Linked DNA regions of Zea mays: all the other regions are linked to region 2. Evidence: chromatin contacts called from public Hi-C data. All regions are on one chromosome and are shown on one strand. The core of a region is the stretch at or near the end of the contact, and the rest is flanking DNA. Distances in the headings are between cores, read along the strand shown. Region 1 holds the start of LOC100283274 (ribosomal protein L35p-like). Region 2 holds the start of LOC100277516 (plastid transcriptionally active 18). Region 3 holds the start of LOC100192068.

The links. A called contact is a pair of places that touch in the nucleus more often than the background predicts.
Region 1: a contact with region 2 is called in a Hi-C map of ear, with 2.9 times the contacts expected there. The contact joins the promoter of LOC100283274 here to the promoter of LOC100277516 in region 2. A contact is called at or near these places in 3 of 25 Hi-C or Micro-C datasets (ear, leaf and tassel).
Region 3: a Hi-C map of ear shows a contact between it and region 2, with 2.5 times the contacts expected there. The contact joins the promoter of LOC100192068 here to the promoter of LOC100277516 in region 2. A contact is called at or near these places in 4 of 25 Hi-C or Micro-C datasets (bundle sheath, ear, leaf and 1 more).

Annotation. Positions count from the first base shown.
Region 1 is chr1:107,745,683-107,748,382 of Zm-B73-REFERENCE-NAM-5.0, forward strand. It overlaps LOC100283274 (ribosomal protein L35p-like), which reads right to left and starts at 1,406. Exons shown (of 4, transcript NM_001156176.1): 1 at 1,167-1,406; 2 at 982-1,088; 3 at 813-897. The coding sequence starts at 1,376.
Region 2 is chr1:108,128,618-108,131,317 of Zm-B73-REFERENCE-NAM-5.0, forward strand. It overlaps LOC100277516 (plastid transcriptionally active 18), which reads right to left and starts at 1,412. Exons shown (of 1, transcript NM_001151050.1): 1 at 631-1,412. The coding sequence starts at 1,340. The coding sequence ends at 861. LOC100191396 (putative RING/U-box superfamily protein) reads left to right here. Exons shown (of 1, transcript NM_001136830.1): 1 at 1-471. The coding sequence ends at 268.
Region 3 is chr1:108,493,485-108,496,184 of Zm-B73-REFERENCE-NAM-5.0, forward strand. It overlaps LOC100192068, which reads right to left and starts at 1,307. Exons shown (of 6, transcript NM_001294310.1): 1 at 985-1,307; 2 at 158-248; 3 at 1-10. The coding sequence starts at 1,041.

The sequences.
Region 1 (2,700 bases), core at 156-2,655, 380 kb before region 2:
GTTACAATGGTTTATGACATCAAATAGGTATACTATGAAAATATGATTAATGAAGAATTTAATGATAGTTATTAGGCATCATAACTGTTATTATTTTATTATATAAATTTGGTTAAACTTGAGATGCTTTGACTCTCAAAGAGAGTTGGAATGACATAATTTGGGAAGGATGGAGTAGTATAGTATAGTGAATGAAAAGCATTCCTGCCAATACAATTATTAAGGCACTCAATATGCTAGATTTAAAAATATGTGCCACTCACTCCAATGTTCTACTTTGTTGAACTGTGCAGACAAGTCAAATAGTCAATTTAGGCTATTCCCAGTGCACGGTATCATACTCATTTAATACATGTCAAGTAGGATAGAAAGATGATGCAGCATTTGAGTAAAGAGAAAAAAGAATAAAGTAGTATCTTGAGGGAGATAGCACTCTAGCACCAGATCATAACCATTGAGACCTGATACCTGAACCATGTAAGTGACCCACAATTCATACTCTCATATACATCTAGCATTTAATTGTCTTGTGGGGACTATGAAACAAGGACATGATACTATGCATTGGGATAACTATGTCTTCTATAGTAAGACATGAGTACATGATATAACAAATTTGGATATTGTGACAAGAAACAATGGGATGGAAATAGCCTTAGTTTCATGGTGCAAATTATAAGGAATGCTGAACGCAGTGTTCAGTTCAGTGCGATTCACAATGCATGACAATCCATACCAGTCATTTCTTCAAGCTAGTAGCATTACTGTGGTTGGTAGAAAAGCATGCTCACTAAGTTAGCCTGGACATTTACCTTGAGGTGTGCATTGTGGCGCTTGCCGGCCCTCCACCTGCGGACCTGTCCGTCTTTCATGGTTCTGAATCTGAACTTCATGGACCTAGCAATAAAAGCATAAAATCAGCTGCCTGAGGTGCCCGCCGAGAAGGTAAGAAGGGCAATGGAAAAGAATGGAGGCGATTACGAGGGGGCCTTCATCTTGTATTTCTTGACTTTGGATTTAGTGGGCGTGAGCGGAGCGCGCGACCTCTCCTTCTTGGCGTAGTGCCGCACTTGCTGATGATGCGCCGACTGCGCGACACGGCCCACGCAGGCAATCATCATTAAGGCGGTGGAAATTCAATGAGACGAGACAATACGAAAACTCACCGGAGGGCGGAAGGAAGAAGCGATGACCAGGTGGAAGAATCCCTGGAGAGAGTGGTGCCTGCGACAGGACAAGGAGAAAGGGACGGTAAAGGAGGGAGATTTGGGCATCAGGGGTGCCGGCAGCGGGCGGGCATGGGATGCTATGGCGGAGGTGGAGGACGAGAGGACGCAGCGGGCGAGGCCGCCGGCGGCGCACCACCACCGCCGCATTGATCTGCACCTCTCTGACTCAGTTTTCTGTTTGTGTGTGTGTGTGTTTGGCGGGCCTAGGGTTCCTCCATTTCGTTATGCGGTTCATCCATTCTTTCCGATGGAGCCCACCAAACTTTGAGCTCAAGGGCCTGTTTCATTTGGTTCGGCCCGATTGTCTCACCCCAGCCTAGACCCGCCACCGCAAAGGATATTTACTGTTTTTTTTCAACTTACTAGTTGTGTGCCCGTGCGTTGCAACGGGAACATATAATACCATTGATAGCTTATGTACGTTGGGATGAGCATCGACATATATCTGACCGGATCTTCTTCTTCCTTGGGGATCTGGAGAAAAGCATGTTCGGAAACCAAACATGTTAAGACCTGATCATGTGCTACCCTTGTGTCTCTGATCATCATTAGCACATTGTTCGACGCTTGTATGAGTCTTGTTAATTTGCATGACTTGTGCATAGTCTCTCAACCATTAATTCATTATGGTATACAGAATTCGTGTGAGTTGTGACAAACATTATCAAATTCATATAAATTATTTTAAAGAATCAATATAGAGTTTTATATGATAGAGAAATACATGTGGATTAAAAAATGCTAAACAAAAGATCTAAAATATAACAGTTCGATCAAGTTGCATAAGATGTACAATTCTCCAATTGCTTCTGCATTTGCAAGTCCACCTTTCTATGTTATCTTTGCTATTTCTGACTTAATAGAATCCAAATAGTATTGAACACTAAGAAAACTACAAAATGAGATGGAGTTGTGTTGACTGAAAAACATATGTATGTAGCATTTGGAATAAAAAAATACACTTAAAGTATTCAAGTACCAGATAATGCCAGACAAGGGATTAATTCCACAGAGCAAAGTACAAAATCCATGACAAGATATTTCATAATAGATTTAAAAAGGAAGGCTTTTGCTTAAAATATGAGGCCTTAATCTCAAAATGTGTATATGTGATATTGAACGGGTCACCACCAATGCCTACACAAGTTGACTGCCCCAAACCTACAGCTGTTGTTTGAAATACTCGTCAACAGAAATCAGACATGCATTAACCAAACATAGTTAGGTGCTCGTGCGTTGCCACGACTCACAAATTATTAATCTTTATTTTTGCATAATTTTAGATTTTTACCGTTTAAATGTGGGAGAGGAGAGAGAGGTGAATGGAATAGTAAAGAGAAGATTTATAAGAAATAGGGATCTGCACCAAGAACATAAACACAAATTAATTAGCATATTCTTGCCCCCTCAAGTTAAAATCATGCATCAATAGTACGACAACAATATAAATCTGGTGTGCATACTACAGAAC
Region 2 (2,700 bases), core at 162-2,661:
TCACTCAGGCGCTGATGAAATGGTGATCGAGGATACCAGTCATTTCTACCTTCAGAACGGTGGCAGTTCTAACATTAGTGCAGGCGCTGCTTTTCGGCCCAACGGTGGCTGGACTGGGAGAAGAGGAAGAAGCAACCTGAACTCGAATTCAGGTGGTGGAAGCAACCTGAACTCAAACTCAGGTGGTGGAAGCAACATGAACTCGAATTCAGGTGGTGGAAGAGGAGGGATTCAGGGTACCAGAAGACAGAGGACAAATTACAACTGATAGTGATGTTGGGACATGCTTCGAAATAGGAGCGATAACTGATGAGATAAACAAACTTAATCCTTTGTCTTCCATTTTTTTTCTTTGTTTCTCTCGTATTATTAATCCTTTTGTAGCCTGTGGCTATTGGCACCTTGTCAAACATCTTCTCTCCGTTTCCCCTGAATTGTTATGCCTGGTTAATGTTACTTATTTTTAGTACCATCATCCACAAAGTATCTGTTAAATATAGTATTCTGGTTAAGTTGCTGAACTCCGCGGGTGCAGGCAAAAAAATTGATGCTGGCGGCAGTGCTGAAACTGTCTAAGCAATTGTATCAAGAAGCATGAGTATTCAAATATTTGTAGTATGCTATAATGTTGGAATTAAGAAACAGTTTATTTCTCTTGCACGCGTATCATAGCCAATTTAGAAGTTTGGAGGAACTAATAAGTTATATAATAAAATTCGCAAACATTGGAATGATTGGTTTATTTCGGTGCCTGACTACGCCACACCAATACATTACAGAGGAACATTACAACGCATGCATTGCCGGTAGATGGATACTCTAGGGTCTAGGCAAAGCTGCTTGAAATGCAGATGTACTAACTAGTTGTCGTCTCCGTAGGCGAGAAACCGGTAGCGCTCCTCGTACGGGCCGTCGAAGTAGAGGTCGGCCTCGAACCAGCGCGGGTACCTGACCAGATCCCCGGCCACGAAGTGCATGTAGTCGTCGCCGTGGACAGCGCCGGCGGGGATGACCTTCACCTCCCCGGACACGATGTACACGAGCTGGTCGACCTGCCAGTCCCACGGCATCCGGCACCGGCCACCCGTGCGCCACGACGACCACGTCTCCATGACCCGCAGCGCCTCCATCCGTGCCCGCGCCACCTCGCCTCGCTCCACGCGCACCTTGTACACGTCCTCCATGGGACGCCCCAGCAGCGCGCCGCCACCGCCTGCTGCCGCCGCCGCTCGTATCCTTACACCTCTTCGGCTACTGATGCTAGGAAGACTAGGAGGCAGCCTGTGCGCCGCGGGGAGCACGAGATGGAACCCGCCGGTACTGGCGGCGGCGGGCCTCATCGCGGGTACCCTATCCGTCTCCTATCCTTTCCTCTTCGGCTTGGGCTTTGGGTTGGGTTTGGCCTCCGTCCCTGTCCTGTCTGTTTCCCGAGTAGAGAACAAGAAATACGTAGGCCACCGGCGGCCCTGCTTGTCAGTGAAGTATTTTCTCTTTTTTTATAGAATATTATAGTATTGAAGATACTGTAGTATTTTTTTCTTATACAGTGTTTGGTAGTTTTTTTAAAAAAACTCTGTTTTCAAAACTGTAGTTTTGACTAAAATGCAGTACTTTCACAATTTTGTAAATATAGCTTCTGACCAAAGATTTTAATGCTACGGTAAAAAATTGTGGGTATGTATTGGCATTTTAAAACTATTGTATTACAAAACTGTAGTTTTCAAATACTTTATTCCCAAACATGGCCTTATCCTCTATTCCTCATATCCATGCTCTGCTTAGAGATGGCAACGAGACATGGTGGAGCTGACGTGAGAACTAGCCCTCTATTCCCGACCCGAACCGATTCCCCGTTCCTGCCTCGATATACTTAGGGCTTAGGGGCAGAGCTATAGCTTAGCACCAGTGTTAGCTGACACCAAGGGATTTCAAAATTTCTAGTATAAAATATTGTTTAAACATTGTGTGCTTAATGATGCTGACACCAGCGAATGTGGAGGCTGGCTTCGCCCCTGCTTAGGGGCTACTTTCGAAACTCAAAATCTTTCTTTGATTAAAAATTGCCAAACATGAACTAATTTTCTACCTTCAATCCCCTTTAATCCACTCCAAACCGAACAATGTTTAGGACCTCGGTTAGGGGTACATTTAGGGGATTGGAGGGGATTAAATCCCTTGCTATTTAAAATTGAAAAGAAGATTTAATCCCCTTTGATCCTCATGCAATCGAACAAGGCCTTAACGGGGACAAACACATCCCTATCCCAACACATCTTTGTTCCCTATTTGGGGATTGAACACTGAAGCACAAAAATCTCTTTATGATACAAACACAATTAGGGCACCAAATGCGTGATAACAACTATCGATATATCAATCATTAAGAGACAACAAAGATAAAAAAACATCATCATATATATGGTTTACTTATATATAATCTATTTATCACCTTAGGTGATAAACCAACAGCTGATCAGCTGAGTCCAAATAGACCCAACCGGTTCAACCAACCAACCAACTCGAGTGCGGTCTGGCTCAACCAACAACATGTGGGTGGTTAATGTGTTACCCGACGCGCTAAAAACCGTACCTGGAATGGCTAATTGAAACGTGCGATCGTTTGTTTGTTTTGCCCTCTAGTGGTTTTGCCATCGCGCGCTCTCCCACTCTCTTTGCGATCCTTGTCAGCGACAGAGTAGC
Region 3 (2,700 bases), core at 57-2,556, 360 kb after region 2:
ACATTGAAACCTACAATGTGATAAAGTGCATGCTGTCACTAAACATATGAACGGACGAATCAATTGCATGGCAGGTGCAGAGTTGGACAACTGTAATTAGCAATGGTTGAAACCAAAAGTTATGAAATGCACAAGCAGATAGGTGGTACAATCGGACCTATGGTAGGGACAGTGGAGAGAACTTCACCAATGTGAAGCTTATAGAGTATGGTGGTTTTCCCAGCTGCATCCAACCCAAGCATCACCACCTGAGGAAAAAAATAAGAGGCCAATCTATTAGAGGCATGTTCAGCTTAAAACGGATACTGGTTCTAATCTCCGATGATATAAAAAAAGAAGACTAAACATGTAAGGACAACCAAAAATCATCGTTAAGAAGACATGAGACATGATTGGAACACAGCCTGCCCTGCACTTGAATTGGCATCATGCTGTACACACTATGGCAACACCTAGTCCAGAAAATGAGTGAAGTAATAATACATCAATATATCATTTTACCCAGGTACAATTTGATCTTGTGTATGAAAGATCCAGCACGCTGTGGTTGGTAACACATTATTTAACTCTCTTTGGATGACTGGCAGCACGATGCAGAGATTGTTGTCGTTATAAATGATCCACTACTAGTAGATTACAAGAAATCAAATCTATAACCGTCTGAAACAGGTAAGGTTACCACAGGGCACTATAGCTGTATGTCTGGCTAGCATCATGACTCATTATTTCCCTGCTCTTGGATGTTAGTGATTGGTAGCCAAAACAGTGCTGGCAGATTGTTGACGGATCACATGACTCTAACCATTCAGTAGTAACTGAAATCAATGCCAAGAGAAATGGAGATAGGAGTGCGACAAGGCCACCAGCCACCACCGCCCTTGTGATTTGTGAACGGATCGGTTTATCGAGGAGCCCGATTCATTGCAGTATCCTGTCGAGATGGGAAGGGAGCGAGGGGAAACAGGAAGGAAGGAGACAGCGTACCCGCATCTCCTTGTTGCCGAAGAAGGCATCAAACAGCTTTCGGAAGGCCTGCCCCATCTCTTGACCTTGCCCCTCGATCCAACCGGATCTGGGAGGCCGCCGCGGGGAGAGAAGCGATGAGCAAGCGGCGCAGGCGGGGCGGGGAGGGCGGCACCTCGGAGGCAAGGTTCTAGAAGGTCGGAGGTCGGGCGGGCGAGCTAGGTTTCGGAAAAAGGATCGGCGGCAAGACGACGAGAGGTAGGGTGCGGTGCGGCCGTGGAAACCAGGACGGCGGATTCGCGCTGGCCTCACCTGCCTGGACCCCAGAGCGGCGAGGTCCACTGGATGCGATGCGATGCCGCATCGAGCGATCTGGACCGTCCTGTCTGTGTTCGCAAAGCGTGCGCGCGCACCGCCGGCCTAATTTCTGCTTGCCAAATTGGCAACTTTCGCGTTAGTTGCCCAGTTGCCCTGCATGGATACATGGTCAACATGGATAACTTTAGTTGATGCTCTGATGTTTGGTTATTAATTTGAATTATTAAATAAATTTAATATTCTAATTATAATATTAATATATCTATCTCTACTATATTAAAGCATCAGTTTCAACGATCATGTCACGCCATATTTTTATAAAGAATCCATTGTATTCATCTTTTTATAAATAATCTCTTGTATTTCTTCAAAATTAACTCGCGGTCCCAGATCATATCTCATCTATATCCTATTTGTTCGCACAGCATCATTCTCGTAGTTGTCGCTCTAGCAACAAACCCTGTCCATTTTGCAACATCTCCGCTCGCTTTTTTCGTCGTAGCGCATTGAATTTTAAGTGAAACAAACTATGCAATTGGAAATGAGTATAAGGCTCTATAAAAACGGAATATTTTTATTGTTTGATATGATACTCTAAAGACAAGAGCAAGTATGTATTTTCAATGAGCATGTTAAGCATTAGAGGATAAACTTGTTGTATTTGGTATTTCAAGAATGATCTTGTTAGGGTACTTGTGCTTTTCTATGTCTTACCAGTTCAATATATAGTATATGAACAATATGTTCACTTTGACATTAAATATATTTATTATGTTATTTTTATGTGGATGGTCCATTAAGACTCTCAAGTGTCACTTAGTCATCAATCAATATCATCAAATATGGTTGGGTACCATCGCAACGCACGGGGATTAGACTAGTTCTAATTATAAAGCTAATTATATAGATTAAGGACATGTCTGAAACCTATAGAGCTAATAATTAGCCAGTTAATATATTAATGAACTAATTGTTAGCTGTGAGATAACTAACAATTAGTTAAGGTATTAGTTGAGGATGTTTGGAACCTCTACAAGTAATTTTAGCAGCTAACTATTACCTCAAGACGTTCAAACATTGCCTAAGACTAAACGATAAGACAAACCTATTAATTCTAATTAGTCTATGATTTGATAAGTGATGTTATATTAAACATTTGTTAATCATAGATTAAATAGCCTTAATAAATTCTTATGTTCGTTTAATCTTTGTCTCTATAATTAGTTTTATAATTAAACTATAATTAATACTCGTAATTGATACTCAAATATTTGATGTGACACATAATAAATAACTTTAGCTAAAAGAACCAAACAACTACTTAGTTGGTCCTACATGATTGATGGACGATCGCTAATCCATCATCGAACCACTTTATGTCTTTCTCATTCTTCGTTTTCCTCATATGGGAACCACCAT